Linked DNA regions of Drosophila melanogaster: region 2 is linked to region 1. Evidence: chromatin contacts called from public Hi-C data. All regions are on one chromosome and are shown on one strand. The core of a region is the stretch at or near the end of the contact, and the rest is flanking DNA. Distances in the headings are between cores, read along the strand shown. Region 1 holds the start of CG4360. Region 2 holds the start of Lrrk (Leucine-rich repeat kinase).

The links. Hi-C and Micro-C count contacts between places; a contact is called where the count stands out from the background.
Region 2: a contact with region 1 is called in a Hi-C map of the Kc167 cell line, with 2.4 times the contacts expected there. The contact joins the promoter of Lrrk here to the promoter of CG4360 in region 1. A contact is called at or near these places in 28 of 107 Hi-C or Micro-C datasets (the Kc167 cell line, the ML-DmBG3-c2 cell line, the OSC cell line and 9 more).

Annotation. Positions count from the first base shown.
Region 1 is chr3R:20,325,188-20,332,233 of dm6, forward strand. It overlaps CG4360, which reads right to left and starts at 2,816. Exons shown (of 3, transcript NM_142622.3): 1 at 1,686-2,816; 2 at 1,129-1,611; 3 at 1-965. The coding sequence starts at 2,349. The coding sequence ends at 442. Sirt2 (Sirtuin 2) reads left to right here and starts at 3,278. Exons shown (of 4, transcript NM_001300493.1): 1 at 3,278-3,486; 2 at 3,542-3,633; 3 at 3,690-3,786; 4 at 3,842-5,728. The coding sequence starts at 3,402. The coding sequence ends at 4,728. It also overlaps asRNA:CR45800.
Region 2 is chr3R:20,631,497-20,638,542 of dm6, forward strand. It overlaps Lrrk (Leucine-rich repeat kinase), which reads left to right and starts at 3,984. Exons shown (of 12, transcript NM_001275843.1): 1 at 3,984-4,160; 2 at 4,320-4,592; 3 at 4,845-5,004; 4 at 5,067-6,326; 5 at 6,383-7,046. The coding sequence starts at 4,142. Pi3K92E (Phosphatidylinositol 3-kinase 92E) reads right to left here and starts at 3,236. Exons shown (of 8, transcript NM_169910.2): 1 at 3,123-3,236; 2 at 282-2,217; 3 at 13-219. The coding sequence starts at 2,026.

The sequences.
Region 1 (7,046 bases), core at 1,566-4,065:
AAAGCGAGAAATTGATGGGTATTAAAAGATAATAAAACGTTTTAGACTAAATGGCTTTAAAGTGCCTTAAGATACCTTTAACACACCGACTCAAATCGAACCATCATGGGATAGTATAGAGTTTAGGCCTAAACACCCTGTATCATATCATCTGTGGCTTATGCCAACACGGCTAGCCTTAATTTACAATTGGACACGCATGTGGATCAGCTCTCTACGATATAGTTACATACAATTGCGCTCTGCACAGCAGGTAAATAACACTTTCGAGTATATATTCAAATATAGTATTCATGTAATCGTATTCGTATGCCGTATATGCGATCTATAAGTGTATGTGCTATGTGGCATGCATATTGCACTATTCCTCAATGGCTGCTTGACTGGCTGGCTGGCTGGCTGCGGACCTGGATCGCGTTGCGATCTGGATCTGAAGTGGGTCTAGCAGGTGTGCACCCGCAGGTGGTTTTGCAGTGTGCTTTTTTGCCGGAACTGTTTAGGACAAAAGGAACAGTTGTAGGGCTTTTCACCGGTGTGGATCTTCATGTGGTTGTTCAGCGTGGCCACCTGCCGGAAGTTGACCTCACAGATCTTGCACTTGTAGGGCTTCTCTCCGGTGTGCGTCTTGATGTGATTTACCAAGGTGCTCTGCTGTGAGAAGAACCGCTGGCAGACGCTGCAGCCAAACGGCCGGTCCGGATTGTCGCCCTTCAGCATGTTGATGGTGCCCACTACGGTCATCCGGCCCGACGGCGAGCCGCCCGCCTGGAAATGCTCCACCTTGGTGTTGGCCGCCGCCGTGGCCACTACCGAGCTGACCGTGGTGCTGCCGTCGAGGAAATGCAGTAGCGGATGGTGGTCCAGCTGGATGATGTTCGCCGTGCTACCGTGCAGGTTGTTCGGCAACAGGCCACTGGTCAGCTGCTGCGTCCCGGGCGCCAGAGGAGCGGGCATTGAGTGATCCACTGCAGATTGACGGTACGGAGTTGGATTGTTGGATGATTTGTTGAAGTTAGCATGCGTACAAGATTTAAATAAAAGCTTCGTTAGGGAAGAGCGTTAATAATCAATGCACACATGGATAACAGAAAGCGGCTCATTGGTAGGGCGAACACACAAGCGGCTCACCTGTGGCTGTGACGGCGCCTCCGCCGCCTCCTGCTCCACCGACGCCTCCAGGCGCTATCTGATGCGTGTGCGTCTTGAGGTGGTTGGTAAGGGTGCTCTGCTGGCGGAACTGCATGTGGCAGTAGGAACACGTGTACGGCTTGTCGCCCGTGTGGATCTTCTTGTGGTTGGCCAGCGTCGCCAGCTGGCTAAAGGACTTGTCACACGTTTCGCACTTGTACGGCTTAGGATCGATGTGGGTCCGCTCGTGGTTGTGCAGCGTGCTCAGCTGCGGGAAGCGGCGCTTGCAAACGCTACACTGGAACGGCTTCACCAGCTCCTCGGCCGCCGGCGAGCTGTAGCTGCCGGAATACAAGGTCTTTGAGATTTGGACGCGCTGATGCTGCTGCTGGTAGGCCTGGTGCATCTGGGACTTTCGGTGTTTGCCACTGCCCGTCTGCGGCTGATAGTTCAACAGGGAAGTTGGCGTGCTGGACTCCGCCGCTGTTGCCCGTAAGCGAAGCGAGAAATAGAGTTAGGTCATAAGGTCTATTGGGACGATGCGACCACACACTCACCCTTGTGCGTCTTGATGTGATTGATCAAGGTGCTCTGCTGGCGAAAGTCCTTGGCGCAGATGTTGCAGGTGAACGGCTTTTCTCCGGTGTGGATTTTCACGTGGTTGGTTAGCGTCGAGATCTGGCGGAAGGCCTTGTCGCAGTGTTTGCACTTGTAGGGCCGCTCGTCCGTGTGGATCTTCATGTGGTTGCGTAACGTGGTCAGCTGCCGGAACTTGTTCTTGCACACGTGGCACTGTTTCTTCTTGCGCGGATCGTCCACCACCACCTCCTCCTCGCTAATCACGCTCTGCACCTCCTGTTTCATAGGAGAAATGGGCGTGTGGCTGCCCCCGCCTCCTCCGCCACTGTTCGCTGTTGTAGTGGATATGTCCAGCAAATGGACCAGCGGGTGCTGTGGATGGAGCATGGCTTGGTGGGTAGGGTGCTGGATGGCCTGCACGGCGGTGAGTTGATGCAGCGCAAAGGGACTCTGTTGCAGGCTGGCCAGTGTGGTGGGCTGCTGCTGTCCCGAGTTGGGACCCGGTCCAGATCCACCATTACTCCCTCCTCCACCGCCACCGCCACCTCCTCCTCCGCCGCCACCGCCATGGGAGGCTGGCAGTTGGTAGTGCTGATAGTTGGCCATGGCTGCCGTGGCGGCTGTCGCATGGTTCAGATGCATGATATTCGAGAGATATGATCCTAGCGTGGATCTACAGTCTGCCCATCGGCGGCGTTACACAATGGCGGCCACCGACGACCCTCGGCCATTCCCCGCCCCCGCAGTTGCTTCCACTGCGCCGCTCCTTTTGGGGCCTTTTTTGATTTGTTATTTCAGTCGTCTGGTTTGCACTTCTGTGTACTTTTGCTGCGCTGCTGCTGCTTCTTCTTCTTCTCTTCTTCAACACGCTGCTTACGCTTCCACGTAGCGATTGGGAGGGCCTGAATCCGCGGCCACTTTGTCGCGCACTTCCCCACGATCAGTTTCCACCGTTTTCGCTCGCTTTTGGGGCGCTTTCTCCGCCGTTTCTGCAGTTTTTCCAGGCCACGCTCTTTTTGTATCCGTATCCTTATCAAAACAAAAATGACTGGCGTGGTTTTCCAGGGCTGAGCGAACGGGCAGAGCTGCACCCCCGCCGAACATCGAGTAATCGACTATCGGCCGGCCAGGGCTGGTGGCGCTAGAGAGCCTAACACTGGGTGGGTCGATAACAGCTATCGATTATTTGGACACTCCGTGCTGACAATTCAGCTGATTTTAACCTTTCAATTAGTTTATATTCAGATATCAACAAAGTGTAATTGTTATTTTATCTATACTCGATTTTGTAACTTTGCGCCCTTCTTAGCTTTAGTTATTCTATTATTCGGTTCCTTTTTGTTTAATGAGTCATAATATGTTCTAACCGTTACAAACACATATTTATTTGCGACCCTTAATAAATCGCTGTTAAATAAAAATCTTTCATTGATAGGCTACTTAAAGTAATTATAATATTTTGGTTTGCTCGCACAAATTTGATTTTAAAATCTAAATCAATAAGCAATGAAATTAAAATTCTAGCTTTTTAATAGCTGTTAGAGATAACTTATTCGTTAGCCTAAACCTATCGATAGTTGTCAGAACTTGTTTTGCTTTTTACGTTAAAACAAAACGCAACATAAACAATTGGGAGAATTCATCACACTATCCTCAGATTTACATACTTTCACCGGAAGGTGAATCTGTTTACCATGGGCGACATCGAAGTAAAGAAGGAGGAACAACCGACGACGCCCTCCAATTCCTCGTCCAGTGACGACGACGAGGAGGCCCCAGGCTAGTCTAAATAGTTAGGTCTTTACTGTCACTCATTAATTGAATTGAATTCTAGACGACACAATGGATAAGGTTCGACGCTTCTTTGCAAACACTCTACATCTCGGCGGCTCCTCGGACGCAAAGGAGGAAGTTAAAGTAGAGAAGGTGAGCGGAGCACCCGATAATTTGATTATCATATTGATTAAATCGCAAATTTGCAGGTTATTCCAGATTTGAGTTTTGACGGCTTTGCCGAACATTGGCGTGTGCATGGTTTCCGCAAGATTGTGACCATGGTGGGAGCCGGCATATCTACATGTTGGTACATTCTATATACCATTGTAAAAACTTACTAAGTTATCGCCATTCCTAGCTGCTGGCATTCCGGATTTCAGATCCCCAGGTTCCGGGTTATACAGCAATCTGAAGAAGTACGAGCTGCCACATCCTACGGCCATATTCGATCTGGACTACTTCGAAAAGAATCCAGCGCCGTTTTTTGCACTGGCCAAGGAACTTTACCCTGGATCCTTCATTCCCACGCCGGCCCACTACTTTATCCGTTTGCTTAACGACAAGGGACTACTGCAGCGCCACTACACCCAGAACATAGACACGCTAGACCGGCTTACTGGCCTGCCCGAGGACAAGATCATTGAGGCCCATGGCAGCTTCCACACCAACCACTGCATTAAGTGCCGCAAGGAGTACGACATGGACTGGATGAAGGCGGAGATCTTCGCCGATCGTCTGCCCAAATGCCAAAAGTGCCAAGGCGTTGTTAAACCAGACATTGTTTTCTTTGGCGAAAACTTGCCAAAGAGATTTTACTCCAGTCCTGAAGAGGATTTCCAGGATTGCGATCTGCTGATCATCATGGGCACATCGTTGGAAGTGCAACCGTTTGCTTCACTGGTGTGGAGACCAGGACCACGTTGCATTCGCCTCTTGATCAATCGCGATGCAGTGGGTCAGGCCAGCTGTGTGCTCTTTATGGATCCCAACACGCGATCGCTACTCTTCGATAAGCCCAATAACACTAGGGATGTGGCCTTTCTGGGCGACTGTGATGCTGGCGTAATGGCTCTGGCCAAAGCCTTGGGCTGGGACCAAGAGCTGCAGCAGCTAATTACAAGTGAAAGGAAGAAACTGAGCGGCAGCCAGAATAGTGAGGAGCTGCAACAAGGCAAAGAGAAACCGCAATCGGACCCGGATAAGATGACTTCGGGCGATAGGGACAAGAAGGATGCTTCGCTTTAGACCCTAAGATTAGTTAGTAACATCCGTAGTTAATTTGTAGTTGAATTGTGCAATTTGTTTACATGTGGATTACGTGTATAAAGCGGACAATGCCAAGCGCAGGCATTGCTGGCTAATACCGCGAGCTTTCTTTCTCCTCCGTTTCCGGCATTCAATTATTCAAGTGCCATTTGTGAGCCATTAGCGTGTCCCTTTTGGCCGGGCCACCATAAACCGCAAAAACTGATTGAGTTGCTCTGCCGTTTCCGGCGCACAAAAAGCAGCAAACCGCCAACAAAGGTTAACTCTCGACATGTTTCTGTTTCGTTTTCTGCTCTGATCCGGGCTTGGCTATGGATTTCGATGCTGGTGTTGGTGTTGGTGCTGATGCTGATTTCGATTCAGTTACAGCTGCCCAGCCCCTCGACATGGCTCGACCGCTGCTGTGGGCGTGGCATGTGGCATTCTAACTGCCTGTTTGTGTGGCTTACACGGATGCTGCTCCTGCTCCTGCTCCTCCTCCTGCTGCTGCTGCTACTGCTGCATCAACTTAATGACTCGCAATCTGTCCTGCAGAAGCACACACGCACAAAGCGAAAGAGACACACACGGTAGACCGGTAATGAAGCTTCTGCGGTGAATTGGCCAATAGAAAATACGTACGGGCAGGACTAATTAAAACCAAGCTCGCAATCGGGCCAGCGGATAGCTACTGCCGGGGTACACAACCGGATATTGTTAATCGTTGACAGGGGCGACGGTTCGGAGGTGGATGCATGGTATGATGGGAGGCATCCCAGCCTGTCAACTTCGGGACATGAATGGCTGCAGATGCATTAGGAAATCAAATGCAGCCACGGAAATATTGATAGCCACGCAATTTGTTGCAGTTTCAGCTGCCACTGCTGTTGCCATTGGAATTGCACTTGCTTTTGGCCCAAAACTTTTGCAATTAAAGCTAATGGCCTAAGATCTTGTCTATGTGCAATTTTCCCGAGTCTTGCCTTCTCAGCGAATGTTTTGCTGCACAAATAAAAATTATTTGTGTTCGCATGAAAAAGTTAAATAAATATCGATTAGCTCATCACGTTACGTTATTCAATACAAAGATTAGTTTGAAACATAAAAATAAATACGAAAAAGAAATATTCAGACTAACTGTTCACACATGAACACGAATATATTTAAAGACTTACAATTTTGGGCTCCGTTCATATCTTATGTAAATGAATCGAGAGCGATAAATTATATTTAGGATTTTGTTATCTAAGGCGACATGGGTGCATTGCTCAAAAACATGTAATTTAAGTGCACACTACATGAGTCAGTCACTTGAGATCTTTCCCCGCCTCCTAAAATAGTCCCTTAGTGGGAGACCACAGATAAGGTCCTCGCCGCTCAAGATAGGCAGATGTGCCCGAGCGTGGGACCTCGATAAGGCGGGGACTATTTACTTAGGCCTCTGCGTAGGCCATTTACTTTAAGATGCGATTCTCATGTCACCTATTTAAACCGAAGATATTTCCAAATAAAATCAGTTTCTTACAAAAACTCAACGAGTAAAGTCTTCTTATTTGGGATTTTACACTAACTATTGTGCTTATAAAGTGTTATATGTAATTTTTAATCAATTGACGCGAAAATGTTTAAATAATTAAATTTTCATAATATTCCTTTTTTCACAAGGATGTGATATAAAATTAAGATTGTATTGTATATTTAGTTGTGCAATAAAAAGTATGACTCTTGTATGGCATTAGCTATATTAATATGTTTAAATTAAATCATATTTATCTGGAAAACCTTTCATCTTTTTATATTATTTGTAGATGACCTAACGTAGAAAATAGGTTCTTCTAGCTTTTTGTCAGTGTCTCGGCCCACTCAGTCAAAATTGAGTCAAGTTGGCTCAATATTAACTTGACTTTCACCCCTCCTTGCGAGAAATGCGGAACGCCATTAAGTGCACTCCATACACACGCCATTGAGGAAGCCGGGTTTGTGGTAACCGAGGGAGGGGGCAGGTCATATTTGAGTGAGCATGTTTCATATTTGTAATCAAAATGCGATGCTTGCGAATCAGACCCAAGCTTCAACCATCACCACCCCCTCTACTCGCTGCGAGCCTGTTCATCAATGGCTTGGTAAGAAAGGCGGGGGGTTGATGAAATCGTGGACATTCCACGATGTCATCAGCGGCAGCTGCGCTCGCGCTTTGATATTGAATTCTTAACATGATTGTGTGGCGCACAGCTTGGCCGGGAATTGATTGAGCGCCCAAACAGAGAACCCATTTTGAACAAGGCCAATAACTCAGACGGGGCTAATAAAGCTGGGAT
Region 2 (7,046 bases), core at 2,734-5,233, 310 kb after region 1:
CGTGTATCTTACTTCAGAAAGTGTAAGCACCGGATGGCAAAGCGTCTCACTGCCGGATCTGGATAGGCGTAGTCCAGTAGCTCCAAGGAGCGTTCTATAGAAATAAGCGGCCACTGTTTGAGAAGATACCACATATCCGCTACGTCATCACGCTCCTTCCAATAGACGCAGTGAAGTAAGATGGACAGCTCTTCCGGAAGCTCACGCAAAATGTCGTTTCTGCAAGGAAAGGGGATGGTTACAGAGAACGAATATTGGATGTTTATATGTTGCATATTAACCTGCGTTCCCAAATGGCATTGCGGTCCTGGTCAACCATCTCATAGATCTTATCCAGTCCTGTATAATTGGCCATAAGCTCCTTCAGTTCTTTGATCGGCTTTTCTGGCCCTGCCAGTTGCCGTTGCAGTCGATTGACCTGCTCTCGATCCGCAGCGTACTGCAACACGACCTCCTCGCTGGGATACCGCACCGTTCCGGTTCCGCTGCTGAGGAATGTGAGGTCCACCAGCGCACATTCCTCTTTGCGCGGATTGGGTTCGATGGTGCCCAGCGGATGGAAAACCTCAACCGACTGAATGTCGTCAGCATACGTCCACGTGTACAGCGTATGGCGACCGGTGCGCAGGATGTCCTTGTGGTCGAAAATTGTTGTGTTGACCCAGGCCAGCGGGTTTTTGTTGTACGGGACGTCTTTCAGAGCGATGTCCTTATTGTTGGACGATTTCTTCGAGCGCGACATCTTGGTCACCTCGAAGATCACAATGCAGAGGCGTGTCATCCGCGGTAGGTTGCGCATCTGTATGTCAAAGTCCATCACCAGGTCATTAAACAGGAACGTGTCAAAGTTGCCGTTAGGGGAGTCCGTTGATCGCTGGGCGCATAACTTCTTGTCGCCGTGATATAGGCACACATGCACGCCCACCTTGAGGGCACGCGTCTTGTCAAAGTTCACATTGGAAATGCTGTGCAGCGTCAACTGAAAGTAGTTGCCCATGTCCCACAGCGAGGAGATCGACTTGTGGAGGTGGACTGTCCGTTTCTTCGGCAGCGGTCGTTTGGTTACCATGGCCTGCTCGTTGTGGTGGTTGATGTAGGACTCTAGGCGGTAAACTGATTGCAACACCACATTTGGAACCGCCGAGTCCGAGAGCATCTCTTGGATGTACAGGAACTGAATCAGGGGATAGTCGCCAAGCAGGTACTCGTCGCGACCGCTCACTTTGAGTATGTAGTCGGAGGTCCGGTCGTTCATTTTCATCTGCGACCGATTCATCTTCTGCAGCGTGCTTTCCGTGAGCGAGAAGGGAGTGTCCTGCTCGTTCACCGACAACGTAAACGTGCTCTGGTCGTTCTCGTTCTTTACGACGATGAGAAAGGTTCTGGTCGGATGCCGCTCCCGTATCAGCTCGGGCATTTTAGTCGAGTTCGCCAGTCGCAGAGGATGCTCGTAGAGCAGTCTCTGCTGCCAGGTGTAGGCGGAGCGCTCCAGTTCGATGTTGTCGCAAGTTTGGGTCATATACAGCCGGAAGTCGTCAATCTCGGGCGAGCCGTGCGTTCGATTATGATCGAAGGTGGTGCCGATCATTCCGTTAACCATCTTGGTCAGCTCGTAGTCGCTGCTAAAGCTCGTTGTGTCGGTGCGCTCGCCGAGGCTGAGGATGCCGAAGTACGGCTGGACCTCACTGAGTCGCTTCGTTTCGTCGGTGTAAGGTTCGATGTTGAAGGTCGAGATGCCGTACACCTGGTACTCGCAGGCCTCTTTGATCACATAGCCCAGTGGCATCTGTTTGGCCTGGTTGACCATCTCCACCTTGATTACCTGGATGGTGTTGGCCGGATTGACCCTGAGCTCCAGCAGGAATCCATTGGGCAACAGGCAGATTAGGTCCACCCAGTTCAGCATCTCGTTTTTCCACAGGTTAACCGAAAAGCGCATGCAGGGCGGCTCCGCTTCTTCCGGCGGTGTCTCATACTTGGGCTGGTGGGCCACGTAGGCCAACGCCCGGTTGTCCATCATGTTCATGACTATTTGATCTTCAAGTTCGGATTTTGGATCTGGTGCCTCGGATCTTGAGGATCACCAGCTCCTCCTAATTAGACTTTTCAATGGCCTCTTTCAGGCTACGGAGGCTAGTTGTCCCGCATTTCGCTGGTTACCTTATCAACAGATTGTTGTTTTCAAAGTTTTCCATTTAAATCAGCACGCCAATCTCTCTGCGAATAAATAAGAAGGTGGCGCCGGGTTACTTGAAAGAAAACATATGGCGATATATGTACCGATAATTGTTTTGGTGTCGAATTACGGAAATTACTAAAAATCAACCGCCCACCCGTTGATAAGAAGGCGACCCCTTCCCTTGGCTTTGCCCTCGAGATGATCAGAGATCTGGATAACATCCATTGATGCACTGTAAAACTGAGTTGGTTCTAACCGCCCTTTACCACATGGGATAAAATAGAAAAGCAGCCTCTAAAATCGTCGGTTCTTGTTAATTAAAACAAAAACGCTGACTTTTATTTAGTATGAATCACACAGTCATAAGTTGTTGGCTGGGGGTGGGAGGGGTCAACTTGAAAACAAAAACAAGAATTCAGGGTCAGCCAAGGCGACCTATGAATGCCCTTACGTGTTTTTTTTTGCAATTTTAGGCAGTTGAATGACTGAAGTAAGCAGGATTTATAACGAATTCGATATGGCCGTTGAAAGAAAAGTTTCCATAATGAAAATCTAAGCCATTAAGGCATATTTCAGAGCCAAATGTTCAAATTCCGTGACCGAACGGGTGGAGTTGATACCGCGGAAAGGGTATAAAAAAGTTACGCGGCACCGATGTCTCATCTCTAAGTCGCGATGCCACAAAAATGGAAATTGCAGACAGTCAGAAAAGTCTTGAAAAGCACACGGATTGGCAAGTTTTCATCGAAGTTTCACTTGCATTGTGGCGCAGCTCGTTTGTTTTTGTTTTTTGCTTCCATTTTGGCCAGCCCTCGCCTTTATAGCGATTTTTTTTTGGGTGTGAGCTGCGCAGTTTACGCTGCTCCTTACTTGATTCTCTGCACCGGCACCTTCAGTTGGCCTCTGTCGGCCATTCCGCGGTATTGTTATTTTTCAAACGCACCGTGCAATCGGCTCAAATTTGTGTTCGATTAAGGAATATTAAATTGTTTTTATTTGTATTGTTGAGATCGTGCTGTTAAGCGTCTGTTAACGAACACAGGGTGACTCCTGTTGAACACAGGGCGTTCTAGGCTGGCGCTGGTTAATATCGATAGTGTTTCATTCGATTGTTATATCGATATAGGTTACAGTTGGCATCAGTATTTATAAAATATACACAAATACACGGTGCTAATAAATTCTTGTTCGTAAACAGTCATAACAGGAAATTGCATGTTAAAAAAAAAATAAATAAAAATAATTAACAGTTCCTAAGAATCAAATTCTTTTAGATAAAATCATAGCATACAAAATAAAATTCAACAAAAAGTAACAGTCGATAGTGATTCACTGCTTAACTGATTTAAATAATATCGATATTACTGTTGTTGAGTTGACAAGCAGTGCAAAGTAACAGAAACGATGACCACCTTATCGCGTTTTGGTATTTATATATGTATGCTATCAGAAATGAGATATTTCAGCATCAGTTGGGATTTCAAATATTTCACTTGGGAACAAATTTTTAGATGTGTATGAATAAAAATAATAAATGCGTCTTCCAAATACTTGTTCGGCCTTGTTAAATTAATTTTAATTTATAAATTTAAGCCAATGGACATAAAAATCAATGATTTTGGGTAGATTATGATTTAGTTATTAAGCTGGCTTTAATCTTTGGAGAAAAGTACGAAGCCCCCTGCGTGCGACACTGATTAACAGCATTCACTTGCGATATTTCGGTCACACAGAGCGCTTAACAGCATATCGTGCCAAAATGAGGAGATATATTCTAAAACAGTAAGAGGTTACACTGTTTGTTGACAAAAAGGTAAACAAAGTGAAAATTTCGCAAAATGTGCAAAATAATTAAGTAAGGGTCAGTAAAAGGTGCTACTGGTTAATCGGACCATAACAACTACCCATTTAACACATACCATGCATGACTTGGATATCTCGTGAAGTACACAAACCAAAACAATGAGCGACTCCGACGAAGGTGAGATAACACAACTTTTAGTGAAATTATGCACAATATGCTAGTTTTGCGCAAATTTAGTCAGAGTGCAAATGAGCATTATACGCTTGACTATGCAAATTACCTAAGTGGTGCAATTAAAACTTCAACCAGTTGTTATTGGTTTTTCAACAACACCAGCAAGGGCACAGGGTGACATTGGTGCAATGGAAGTGGGCGCGCAAAAACTTTTTTCAAACAGCCACCCCCCACAGAAGCAACTGGTGCAACCACTGGACCATCCGACACCCACGAAGAGACAAATCAAAACAAATGCCACGCACTCACCCAATGCCACATTCTTGAACAAGTGCAACAGTTGCCGCGCTTCTTGGGCTCCGACTTGCGCAGTGCGACATAAAACGGCCTGGATCAATGACCACAAAAACGTGGCCATCGATTTTCCGCAGTTCAGTTTTTGCTAGCGGCGCGTTCGGTCATCATACCGATGCCAATTAATTTTTGGGGCTTATTCGCACCGATTTGGGTTACATAATGTCATGGAAATTCAGCATGGAACATCCCAAAACTGGAACTGAAACAGCTCTGGAAGCCTGTGACTACTTCGTGGATGAGGTCATTGAGGCATCCTCAATACGGGGTGGGAATTGGTTTATTCCAAAGGTGCTGTGTATTAGTTAACCAAGCAAAACTTATCTTTCACAGATGCCCGCGAGGAAGTGCGTCAGATCAAGCACGGGGAGCTGCGAACGGCAGTGATCTCTGGCGATGAGCGGACTGTGCGGGTGCTGCTGGCAGCTCTTGGAACTGAGCGTCAGATTATAGTCAATATGGCTCCTTCAGGAGCAAACACCCTTCTATTCCTGTGAGAAAAAGTCTTTTAGAATTAGTCCATTTTGAGCCAAACTAATATCGGTCTCGTTTTAGAGCCTGCCAGTCTGGTTACGAGAGCATTACACAGCGATTGCTGGATGCTGGAGCGGATGGTCGCTCCCATGCCGTGACCAAGTACTCACCCTTGTACGCCGCCGTCCATAGCGGTCACTTGGGCATTGCCCGACTGATGCTAGACCATTTTCCAGAACTGATCCAGCAGCCGACTGTAGAGCGCTGGCTGCCGCTGCACGCCGCCTGCATCAATGGACACATCAAGCTGCTGGAACTCCTTATCAGCTACAGTTATCCCGACTACCTCTACCAGACATATCGCGACGAGGAGGGCCAGTGGGAATGGCGGCTCCCCTTCGACGCTAACGCTCATGATGTGACGGGTCAGACGAGTCTGTATATTGCCAGCATCCTAGGAAACAAGCAGCTGGTTGGTGTGCTTCTAAAGTGGCAGCTCCATTGCCGGCGTACGTTGGGCGATTCCGCCAGCTCGGTGAGCACTCCTATTACGCCCACCAGGAAACGTATTTCATTTGGCATTCAGGCTATCATGTCCAAACTGCACATATCTGGAGAGTCAGAAGGACCCGACGACCTAGCTTCACAAGAGTCAACCGAGTGCCAACGGTGTCCCATTAACGTGAATCTGCTATGTGGAGCGGCGAGAGAAACAGCTCTGCTTGCGGCCGTTCGAGGCGGCCACCTAGACGTGGTGCAGTCTCTGCTACAGCACGGCGCAAATCCGAATATTGTAGCCAAGCCAGTTGAGGATCACAACGACCCGAAATGTTGCGAGGAAATATATGGGCTCAGTAATGTCCCCATTGCAGAGGCCTGCAAGCAAAGGTCGCTGGCTATGTTGGATCTCTTGCTTAAGCATGGAGCCCGCGACGATAATGGCACGGCCATTGGAATGGCTATTACATGCGGCGACGAGGCCATCCTGAGTCGTCTTTTGGCCCGACGAGTCCATCCGGACTCAGACTACAAGATCAACAAGAAGGGTCTTCCCACACCAGTGGAGGTGAACGTGTTTTTGCCGTCCACCAGCAACATATCTTACAGTGCTATGTTCCCCAACAATCCAACCATTATTGACTGGCACAGCATGGGCTCCAGTGTCCAGTTGTCTGTTGTAAGGGTTCCCTGGATGGTCAGCGGTGTGTTGCTGCTGAATCCTAAGCTACAGTCGCATCCGCGACTTAATGAGGTTGCTCTGACAGCTATCACGCGAATAGATTTCTCGCACAACGTTCTCACGTCAATTCCACAGGAGCTTTTCCATTTGGTTAGCCTAAGGTTAGTAAAGACAAAGTAATAAGTTTTTCAAGAATTATATTAGTCCTTCATTTAAGGTATTTAAATGTGGCGCAAAACAAGATAACCGATCTACCTGCACCAATAGGCCAGACATATGGGTGTCCGGTACTGGATGAACTCTTTCTACAAGACAACCAGTTAACTACGCTGCCAGCCGCCATCTTTCACCTGCCCGCCCTATCTATATTGGATGTTTCAAATAACAAACTGCAACAGCTTCCCTTCGACCTGTGGCGTGCACCCAAGTTGCGCGAACTTAATGTGGCCTTCAACCTATTGCGGGATCTTCCTGTGCCGCCAATGCAAACTAGCAGTTCGCTGCTGAGCCTAGACAAATTGAATCTGCAATCTTTTGAGGAGCCGCCATCAAACAAACCGCGAAATGTGACTCAGCAACGTCTCACCCATCGCAATCTATGGTCGGCTACTTTGGACATAACCGATAATGACATGAAGTGGCAGCATGAACAAGATTTAGGCGATGGAAAGACAGCTGGTGTGGGCTCCTCCCAGCTAAGTAGCTTAAATATAGCAAATAACCTCTTCACCAGTATCCCCGCTGCTTTGCCCTGTCTGGCTGTAAACCTAACACGGCTGAATATGTCATACAACAGTCTGCGTTCTATGGGACATGTAACCAGTTACCCGGCAACACTTAAGCAGTTGGATCTAAGTCACAACGAGATATCCTGCTGGCCA